3 separate regions of the Mus musculus genome follow, and all the other regions are linked to region 2. Evidence: chromatin contacts called from public HiChIP or PLAC-seq and promoter capture Hi-C data. All regions are on one chromosome and are shown on one strand. The core of a region is the stretch at or near the end of the contact, and the rest is flanking DNA. Distances in the headings are between cores, read along the strand shown. Region 1 overlaps Ankrd13a (ankyrin repeat domain 13a). Region 2 holds the start of Hnf1a (HNF1 homeobox A). Region 3 has its middle 14 kb from the start of Cabp1.

Region 1 (2,994 bases), core at 260-2,759, 180 kb before region 2:
ACTGAGGCTTAGGGGCCAGTCATGGGGTCCTCTGGAGGCTCTTGGCCTGATGGCCTTAGGTTTCAGCATGAGCCTCACAGGCAGGGCGGGCCCTCAGAGGCTCTAGACTAGAGGAGGTGCTGGGTCACTCCTCGGGCATTGTTAGAGCCATTGTTTGCTGTGAAGTGGAGCCTATCCAGGGTGTGTGGCAACTCCTGGCCTTAGTCCACCAAGTGCAGATGGGAAACAAGAGTGTGGCCCTGTGTACCGAGGACGGAGGTACATTGTGTATTCTCGGGGTCACAGGGTTTTCAGACAGCCAGCTCCAGCTGGTTTTCCTGAAGCTGACAGTAGGCCGAGGCGAGGGTGCTGAAAGACAGCTGGTTTTTTTTTTTGGTTTTTTTGTTTTTTTTTTTGTTTTTTTTTGCTTTGTTTTAATGATGTTCATATGTGATCAGTGAACGTTGGAATAAGTAGAGATTGGAGCCGCTCCTGAGTGCGAGGTTTGCAGATTCAAAGACACATGAATGATCAGTTCCAGCGGAGGCTCTCTCCGAGGTTCTTTGCCACATTGCAATGGTTACTGTCATCCTTTTCCCATGCCTATACGAGGAATTCAATGCTTATAAAGCACTACCCTCCCTGGTGAGTTTCAGGGGACGGTATGTAACTGGCCGTCCTTTTCCTGAATGATATGCAGCAAGAACAACATCCCTGCCACTTCAGAGCCGCCTTTAAACTTCATAATATTGAGTCACAGCCCCTGCTACGTGGCCTTTGGTGTGCTGGTCTCAGGTGGGACAGGCAGAAGGAAGCTGGGTGTCCTGTGGTCTTCAGATGCCTTGTGGTGCACACAGACCTGACAGAGGCTCAGGGAGTCACAGCTGGGTTTAACATAGTGAAGTCTGAGCTTCCCAGCTCAGATGCTGTCAGAGCGGGGCAGCCAAGAACAGCAGGAGCAGCGATGGCGATGTGTGAGAGCAAGTAACGACAGCCGAGGAGCGGGTATGTCTGCCTAGCACTAGTGCAGCATGGAACGGAGTTAACCCCGGGCGCATCTGGGGTTTTAGTCACTGGTGGCAGCAAGGGCTGTGACCTGCTAGTCAGGAGTGTAGTCCCGGTGCCCTGTTCTTGTTTGAACAGTGTAAGCTAGAGTAGCCAGCCTTTACCAGAGTCCTTTTAGGACTCTATCTCTTGCTGTGTGGGGTCATCTTCACCCAAGAGGAAAATTAACACCCATGGGTCTTCCTTTTATGATGGGTTCAAACCAATCTATAAAACTCAGTGTGTCGCCTGATTTGATTTACTAGAATCCCACTAGAAATTCCTTTCTATGGAATTTATGTTATGGAAATATAAATTTTACAAACTGCATTCTGCTCTTGTGAGCTGGCTAGCCTGCGACCATCCTCTGAGCTTCCTCTGTGACAAGACAGAGCAAAGGGCAGACGGATGGCAGCTCTCCACAGTGCCAGGAAAAGCTAGGGTGATGTCCTAGACAAAGGCCGGGCAGATGGGCTCCTCCCAGGGCAAGCTGCTCTGAAAAGCAGTCACACCCAGGAGTGGCAGGAAGCTCTTGCCTGTAACTCCAGCACTTGGAGGCAAGAGGCTTACAGGTTAGAGGCAGTCTGGCCCATATAGCAAGATCCCGTCTTTAAACAAAAACATAAAAGAAAACTAATCAGAACTTAGAGGCTGTCCTCTGATCCTGAATACACTTTCCCCTAGAAGTGTGTAGCCCTGATGAAATGGGTTTCTAAGCACATAGCCCATGCTACAGGTGTAGCTGCAACCCGGGCTGCCTCAAAAGTCACCCATCAGTGACTGAGTTGAAAAGCCACTCTTCATGTCCTTCCTCCTTGCTATGCCTGACAATGAACATGTGGTTCTCCGGCCATTTTGAAAGCTTTAATGACCTTCCCTAGCCTCTCAACATTGTTATGGGTTCTGACTCCACCTGCCTTTCTGCCAGAGGCGGGCAGGAAGCTGTGTGTTCACAGTTCTGAGAATTCCTGGATGGAGGAGAGGCTCTTGTGCCCTTGCCTGCAGTAGATGACCCAGATACATGCAAGCAAGACCTTGGACAAGGGCCATCTTCACTCATTTATTTAGGACAGCCGTCCAACAGATGTCATGACCTTTTGCCCCCTGTGCTGGCAGGTCCGAAACAGAAGCCAAGAGTGGATGCTCTCTTTGCCTGGAGTGCAGCACACTGATAACTGTGGGAGGGGGAGGGGATGTCTAAGCCATCTGTCACTGGTCGCATCGTTTTGTGGACAGTGGGACGACGATTTCCAAGTGTCCTTCACTAATGTCGGGGGCGGGGGTGGCCTGTAAGGGCTGCAGGGGTAACCTCTGTACATGTGGAAATTTTTGTGGTGTTCACTTTTGTCAGAACTAAATCCGGATTCTGGGGCTGGAGGACAGATAAAGCTGAAGTTGTCAATGGTTACGAAGCCAAGGTAAAAGCAAGCTCTTCAACTAAGATTCCCTTTAGCTTTTCAGCGGCTATGCAAATGAGGGGTCTGTTCTGATTGCTTCCCTGGTCTGCCGGACGGACGGACAGTCCCTGGGGAGGAAGTTCTAAGGCATCTCCTACCCCCTCTTTCATCTTACTGATTTTTTTCAGAAAATGGGACAGCATGCTCTGAGCAGGTCCGTAGCTTTATGGCTGTTCAGAAATGAGATGAGAGACGTTCTTTTGGTTCTTTAAAAAAAACTTATTATTATTATATTTAGTCGGTTTTTCTCTTTTAAAGAAGATATATAGTAGATAGCTTCTGTGATCCTTTGTTATTTAAGCTTTAGGTAATTTCTTTAGCTGACTCTAAGCCTTGGCTCCAAAACAAAACAAAACAAAACAAAAAAAAAACAAAAAAAAACAAAATAACCAAACCCAATCGCTGCAGCTGCTTCAATGCCTGGAAACCTTGCAGTAGCAATGGCAGTGTCTGTGGTATCATTTGGTATTTTGCCAGGGGACAGGCCGTTTGCTAGCCTTTCCTTAGTGTACAG
Region 2 (3,068 bases), core at 60-2,559:
ACAGGCCTTATCAGAGCCTTTTGCTATTTATAAATTTATAAAACAAAAGAAATAATGGCGTGCGTGGGTAATTAGTAACCAGAACGGCTTTGCTGAGGAGAGAGACGGGGGAGGCATTGAAATCGGGACCCACTCAGCACTCCAGGAGATGGGGAGCCAGACAACAGAAGAGGGGGGTCTGGTATGGGGAGGCCTCTAACCCTGCTATCTGACCAGGCTGGGGTCAGGGGCAAGCAGCACCTGGCCATGCAGGGAAACTGCCACCTTCAGCTCCATCTGCCCCAGGTAAGAAACCCAAGCGTACCCTGCCAGATGCTTAAGGCCCTGGCGGATCAGGAAATCCCCTAAAAGCCCAACATCAGCCCGGCCTCCTCAGGGGCTTTTGGGGCCCCAAACCTGGATCTGACCCCCCCCCCAGCCAAGAAGGTGGAATTTGTGGGAGCACAAACGACCACACTGGGGAAGGATTTCTACCACCCACTAGTTCTCCAACCATTTTCTTGGGGCTGGCTTTCCTTTGTCCTCTGTTTCAAAGTGACCTCAGGCCTGTCCCTGTTTCCTAAAGGCCGGACTGCAAACAGGTGGCCCACGGATACGGGGTATGTAGGGCCAAACAGAGGGGTAGGTTCGGCAAGAAGCCCTTAACCACCAGCCTGAAGACCACAGCTCCTAAGGCCCCCTAGACGGGAAGTGAAGCTTGCCAGGAGCATAGAATGGGGCGCTATGAGTTCCTTCCTGGGTGCTGGGGACAGGTTGGGGTCCTTACTGAAGAAGTGACTCCACCACGGCTTTCTGGTGGGCTGCCTCCTCTGGGCTGAGGTTCTCCAGCTCTTTCAGAATGGGTGGCGCGAAGTCTTCCCCATCGTCATCCGTGTCATCTTCAGAGCCACGCGTTTCTCCAAGGCCATTAGGCAACTCGGTCAGGTCCCCTCGACTCCCACCGCAGGACTCCCCCTTGTCCAGGGGACCCTCTCCAACCATCAGGTAGGGCCCTGGCTCCCCCAAGGCCTGGATCAGGGCCTCTTTGCTCAGGCCAGACTCGAGCAGGGCAGCCAGGAGCTCCGTCTGCAGCTGGCTCAGCTTAGAAACCATGGCTCCGCTGCCACCAGGCCACGCGGCCCAAGGCCACTGAGCTAGCCGCCTCCCCCACCCACGGCCGGTGTCTACCTGCCGGCAGGCTGGCAGTCAACGGACCGGGCTCGCTGCACCCACTGCCCCCCCAAATCCCACTAGTCAAGCTCTGTGGGCACCCCCAGCCCCCAACCCTGGCCCCAGCGGCCAGTGAATCAGGGCCCCTGCCTGCTCTGTTTACATTGGAGCTGGGGAAATTCTCCAAGGTTCATATTTATCCGTGCGCTTAGCGAAGGGACTGAACTTTGGACTTCAGCCTTGCAAGTGCAGGCCTCATGGCGGGTGAGAGGGACCGGGACCGGGAGTCATGGCCTGCAATTGGGAGTGAGCAGAAGGGAGGGTGGGGGAGGTGGAGAGGGGCCAGGGGCGCAGGGCTAGAGGCAGCAGGAGCCAGGAGGCCTCTGGGTGCGGCGCTGGGTCCCACTCTCCAGGATGCTTTCAGCCTGGCACAGGAGAACTTTAAAAGCCTGTTTCTTTGGGCCGCTGGGACAGCAGGAAGCTCTGGGCCACTGGGCCGGTTCTCCAGGGCAGAATCAGGTCACATTTCCTGGAGTGGGTCACTGCACCCTCAGTCCTAGCCCAACATCAGACTTCCCAGGGGGGGAAAAACCCCTGTTGTCTTAGCACTTCAGACTTCTGTGTTGAGGATACTGGGTTATAATGTATTGCATCCTATCATTGTGTGATCCGAACCAGAACGTGTGTGTGTGTGTGTGTCCTGTGTGTGTGTGTCTGTGTGTGTGTGTGTGTCTGTGTGTATCTGTGTATCTAATCTATATGTGTGTGTATAACTAATCTATGTTTGTGTATGTCTCTGTGTCTTGTATGTGTCTGTGTATCTAATTTTATGTGTGTGTATATCTAATCTATGTGTGTGTGTATGTGTGTGTATCTCTCTGTGTCTGTGCACGCACACATATGTATTGGGGTTTTTTGTTTGTTTGTTTGTTTGTTTGTTTGAGACAGTCTTACGATGTAGTTCAGGCTGACCTTGAACTCCTGATTTTCCTACCTCTAGCTCCCAAGTGCTGGAATTACAGACCCGTACCACAGCCAGTTTTTAGTCTTGCTGGGGTCAAACCCAGGGCCTTGTATACTCAAGGCAAGGGCTCTACCAAGAGCCAGAACCCCAGCCCCAAATACACCATTTTAATTTTTCTCAAGTATTACTTTTGTCAGTATTACCTAATGAAAGCATTTATATATTTTTTAAATCTTTTTGTGTGTGTGTGTGTGTTCCCGAGAGTGTGTGTATGTGTGACAGCTTGGGTGTGGAGGTCGGGGAACAACTGCAGGAATCAGCTATCTCTCTCTTCCACTCTGTGGAACCCAGGCAGTCTGACTTGTCACCTGCCCAGCCCTCTTGCCTTTTGAAATGCAGCAGCTGTTAGCAGCCATAAGCATATCCCAGCATGCAGCGCACCAATCGATCAATTTAAAACACTTTCATCATCCTAAAGAAACTGTTCTCCTGAGCAGCCCATTCCTATGCAGGTCTCTAGCCCCGCCTCTGGCAGTCATGGAGGCCGGAAGTTCACTCCATCCAGAGCGCAGATCTCATTTTATCCCCTCGATAGTGAATGGTGGGTGGGGAACTTTTGCAAGGAGACCAGGCACTTTCCGGTGCATCCATAGACAGCTAATTACCTATGTTCCGCCCACGTTTTAGCTGCAGTGAGCAAGGCTTCTAGAAACATCCACATGCACTTTTTTATGTGAATATGTGCTTTCGATCCTCATTCATGTAAGAAATACGTCACCAGGCGGTGATGGCGCACACCTTTAATCCCAGCACTTGGGAGGCAGAGGCAGGCAGATTTCTGAGTTTGAGGCCAGCCTGGTCTACAGAGTGAGTTCCAGGACAGCCAGGGCTATACCCTGTCTTGAAAAGCAAAACAAAAGAGAAACAAAAACAAAAACAAATAAACAAAATACCA
Region 3 (2,898 bases), core at 224-2,723, 240 kb after region 2:
ACAACTATAAAGAGAAAACTCCAGAACTGATGCCCTGGAGTCGAGAATTAACAGAAAATATATTCCACTATGTAAATCAATCCAGCAAATAATCCTGAGTCCGTGTGGCCAGCGAGTTTTGCGAGGAACAACAGACATGAGCTGAGTAGGACTGGGGTTTTATTTTTATGAAATAAATGTACTTTCAAAAAAGGTGAATTTGGGGGCTGGAGAGATGGCTCAGCGGTTAAGAGCACTGACTGCTCTTCCGAAGGTCCTGAGTTCAAATCCCAGCAGCCACATGGTGGCTCACAATCATCAGTAATGGGATCTGATGCCCTCTTCTGGTGTGTCTGAAGACAGCGACAGTGTACTTACATATAATAATAAATCCTTGGGCCGGAGCAAGCAGGTTTGAGAACTGGTTGGGCAACATAGTGAGAGCCTCTGTTTCAAAAGGTTAGAACCAAAAAATGTTGGGGCTAGAGAGATGGCTCATCGTGAGGAAGCTTGCAGAAGATCCAAGTTCATGTCCCGGCACCTATGTTGGATGGCTCACGATACCCTATACCACCAGCTCCAGAGGTGTCAGCACCTGTACTCACATGCATGCACACTGTCCATGCACGCAATTTAAAAATAATATTTTGAAAAGTTGAATGCAAATTTCACATCTATAAAGCAAAAGGTATGTTTCCTGGTCAGGAGGAGCTTGCTATTTGTATAATAAGTTAGTAAAACAACAACCTTTTTATTATTATTATTATTAAGATTTATTTAACATATATTAGCATTCTGCTGCTGACACACCAGTAGAGGGCGCCAGATCCCATTACAGATGGTTGTGAGCCACCATGTGGCTGCTGGGAATTGAGCTCAGGATGGTCTGGAAGAGCAGACAGTGCTCTTAACCGCTGAACCATCTCTCCGGCCCCAAAGAACCCCCTTTTTGATGCCCCGAACCCATCAAATCACGAGGCACATTGACTCATTGTCCTTCTAGTGAAATTTATCCTCAGTCTGCAGGGAGGATGGCTCGCCTTCCGTGCTCCCGAAATAGCAGAAATTATGAAATGGAATTTAGAGGAAAAGATAAGGGAATTGCCATTTATAGACCACACAGAAAACGCGAGGCAATTTGCATCTGTTGGGCACATTTAACCCTGAGAATAAACACGTATTCCAACGCTTTCTTATTTTCTACATCTGAAGAAAGAAAACACGCACACACACACATATTCTATTGCTTTCTTATTTTCTACATCTGAAGAAAGAAAACACGCACACACACACATATTCTATTGCTTTCTTATTTTCTACATCTGAAAAAAAAAAAAAACCCTACATAGAAAAAAAAAGTCATCATGGCAATCAGCTTTTTTCCAACCAGAAAACGAAGTGAAAACGTTATCCGGTGATGTAGGATTATAGCGCTCACAGCCACAGCTTCGGTGGCTTCCTACTGCTCTTGGGATCGAGTCCAGATTCCTCCACACAGCCGGGCTCCTCTGAGCAGTCTTACTCTCAGTCCTCCCTGCCGCTGCTGCCTGGAAGGCCTTTAGGGGTGCCTGGTCCTGCTGCCAGCTCGCCCCGCCCCCCGCCCGCCGCGCCCCCCCCCCCCCCCCCGCTACCCCTCCCCTCAATGACCTCAAACCCATCCCTAGCATCTACACAAAGTTTACACTTCCCCGGGGGGCGGGGGTGGGGGGTGGGGGATGTCTGTCTCCCCAGCTGGGCCCATAGCACGGGCTTCTTAATGCCAAACATCAGAGAAGGGAGGGCCTGCAGCTTGGCCTGGTGCTGGTCGTTTGCCACCCTTTCCCTTCTTGGTCCTGTTTGTTCCTTCTGGCCCCAGGAGGGCACCCTGCCCTGCCTCTTGTAAATATAGGGGCAGTCTAAACCAGGTAGGGTGGTATACTCATATAATCCCAGCACTGGGGAGAAGGCAGGGATGTCAGATCCAAGGTCACCCTGGGCCACAAGAGTGAATTTAAGGCCAACCTGGGCTACTTAAGAGCCTATCTCAAAACAAAAACAAAAACATTGTTTTAAATAAACCACGGGGAAGTCAACAGAGCTTTCCCAGAGCTTCTGGAAGCTCTGCTCTCTGCCTCTTCCTCCCCCTCACACATATGCTAGCAGTGGATCCAGGGTTGGGAGTTCCCACTGAGGTCCCAAGGACAGTGGGAGGTCCCTCAGGCCTCGTCACCTGCAGATTCGCAGCCTGATGTGAGCACCTGGTCCTGTGACTGCGATCAGGCCCAAGAGCCTTTGTGTTCTTTTGGACTTATCCAAAGGTTGGAGTTAGGATAACGACTCAAATTTCTCAGCTTTTCAAATGTCTATGCACTCTGAGACCCATCTTTTTTTTTAAATTAGGTATTGTCCTCATTTACATTTCAAATGCTATCCCAAAAGTCCCCCATACCCACCCACCCACTCCCACTTTTTGGCCCTGGTGTTCCCCTGTACTGGGGCATACAAAGTTTGCAAGTCCAATGGGCCTCTCTTTCCAGTGATGGCCGACTAGGCCATCTTTTGATACATATGCAGCTAGAGTCAAGAGCTCTGGGGTACTGGTTAGTTCATATTGTTGTTCCATCTATAGGGTTGCAGATCCCTTTAGCTCCTTGGGTACTTTCTCTAGCTCCTCCATTGGGGGTCCTGTGATCCATCCAATAGCTGACTGTGAGCATCCACTATGTGTTTGCTAGGCCCCGGCATAGTCTCACAAGAGACAGCTATATCAGGGTCCTTTCAGCAAAATCTTGCTAGTGTATGCAATGGTGTCAGCATTTGGAAGCTGATTATGGGATGGGTCCCCTGATATGGCAATCACTAGATGATGGTCCATCCTTTCGTCACAGCTCCAAATTTTGTCTCTGTAACTCCTGAGACCCATCTTTATATTTCAAAAGT

The links. Promoter capture Hi-C pulls out the DNA fragments that hold promoters and counts their contacts. HiChIP or PLAC-seq counts read pairs in DNA pulled down with a chosen protein or histone mark.
Region 1: a contact with region 2 is called in a promoter capture Hi-C map of embryonic stem cells, with 4 times the contacts expected there. The contact joins the enhancer-like site here to the promoter of Hnf1a in region 2. A contact is called at or near these places in 4 of 39 promoter capture datasets (the 3T3-L1 cell line, the C10 cell line, cranial neural crest and 1 more), 1 of 115 datasets of contacts at active chromatin or transcription factors (the 230-238 cell line) and 2 of 9 other capture datasets (adipose tissue and liver).
Region 3: a contact with region 2 is called in an H3K4me3 HiChIP or PLAC-seq map of embryonic stem cells, with 43 read pairs. The contact joins the enhancer-like site here to the promoter of Hnf1a in region 2. A contact is called at or near these places in 16 of 39 promoter capture datasets (3T3-L1-derived adipocytes, the C10 cell line, the HPC-7 cell line and 10 more), 3 of 15 datasets of contacts at CTCF or cohesin (the NIH/3T3 cell line, embryonic stem cells and large pre-B cells), 14 of 484 Hi-C or Micro-C datasets (B cells, CD4 T cells, T follicular helper cells and 10 more), 19 of 115 datasets of contacts at active chromatin or transcription factors (bone marrow-derived dendritic cells, bone marrow-derived macrophages, craniofacial prominence and 12 more) and 4 of 9 other capture datasets (adipose tissue, liver, macrophages and 1 more).

What each region holds. Positions count from the first base shown.
Region 1 is chr5:114,793,307-114,796,300 of GRCm38.p6, forward strand. It overlaps Ankrd13a (ankyrin repeat domain 13a), which reads left to right. Exons shown (of 15, transcript NM_026718.2): 7 at 2,375-2,441. Among named protein-coding and RNA genes, the nearest start is that of 1500011B03Rik, 19 kb to the right of the region's middle. Within about 2 kb of position 1,510, at least 44 of the 459 cell types and tissues checked have an H3K27ac peak or open chromatin away from gene starts, as enhancers often do. A contact at or near this core is called in adipose tissue and embryonic stem cells, where this site is marked.
Region 2 is chr5:114,969,753-114,972,820 of GRCm38.p6, forward strand. Hnf1a (HNF1 homeobox A) reads right to left here and starts at 1,310. Exons shown (of 10, transcript NM_009327.3): 1 at 767-1,310. The coding sequence starts at 1,092. It overlaps Hnf1aos1 (a long non-coding RNA gene), which reads left to right. Exons shown (of 6, transcript XR_878697.3): 1 at 1-285.
Region 3 is chr5:115,206,633-115,209,530 of GRCm38.p6, forward strand. No RefSeq gene overlaps it. Among named protein-coding and RNA genes, the nearest start is that of Cabp1, 14 kb to the left of the region's middle. Within about 2 kb of position 1,474, at least 13 of the 459 cell types and tissues checked have an H3K27ac peak or open chromatin away from gene starts, as enhancers often do. A contact at or near this core is called in embryonic stem cells and forebrain, where this site is marked.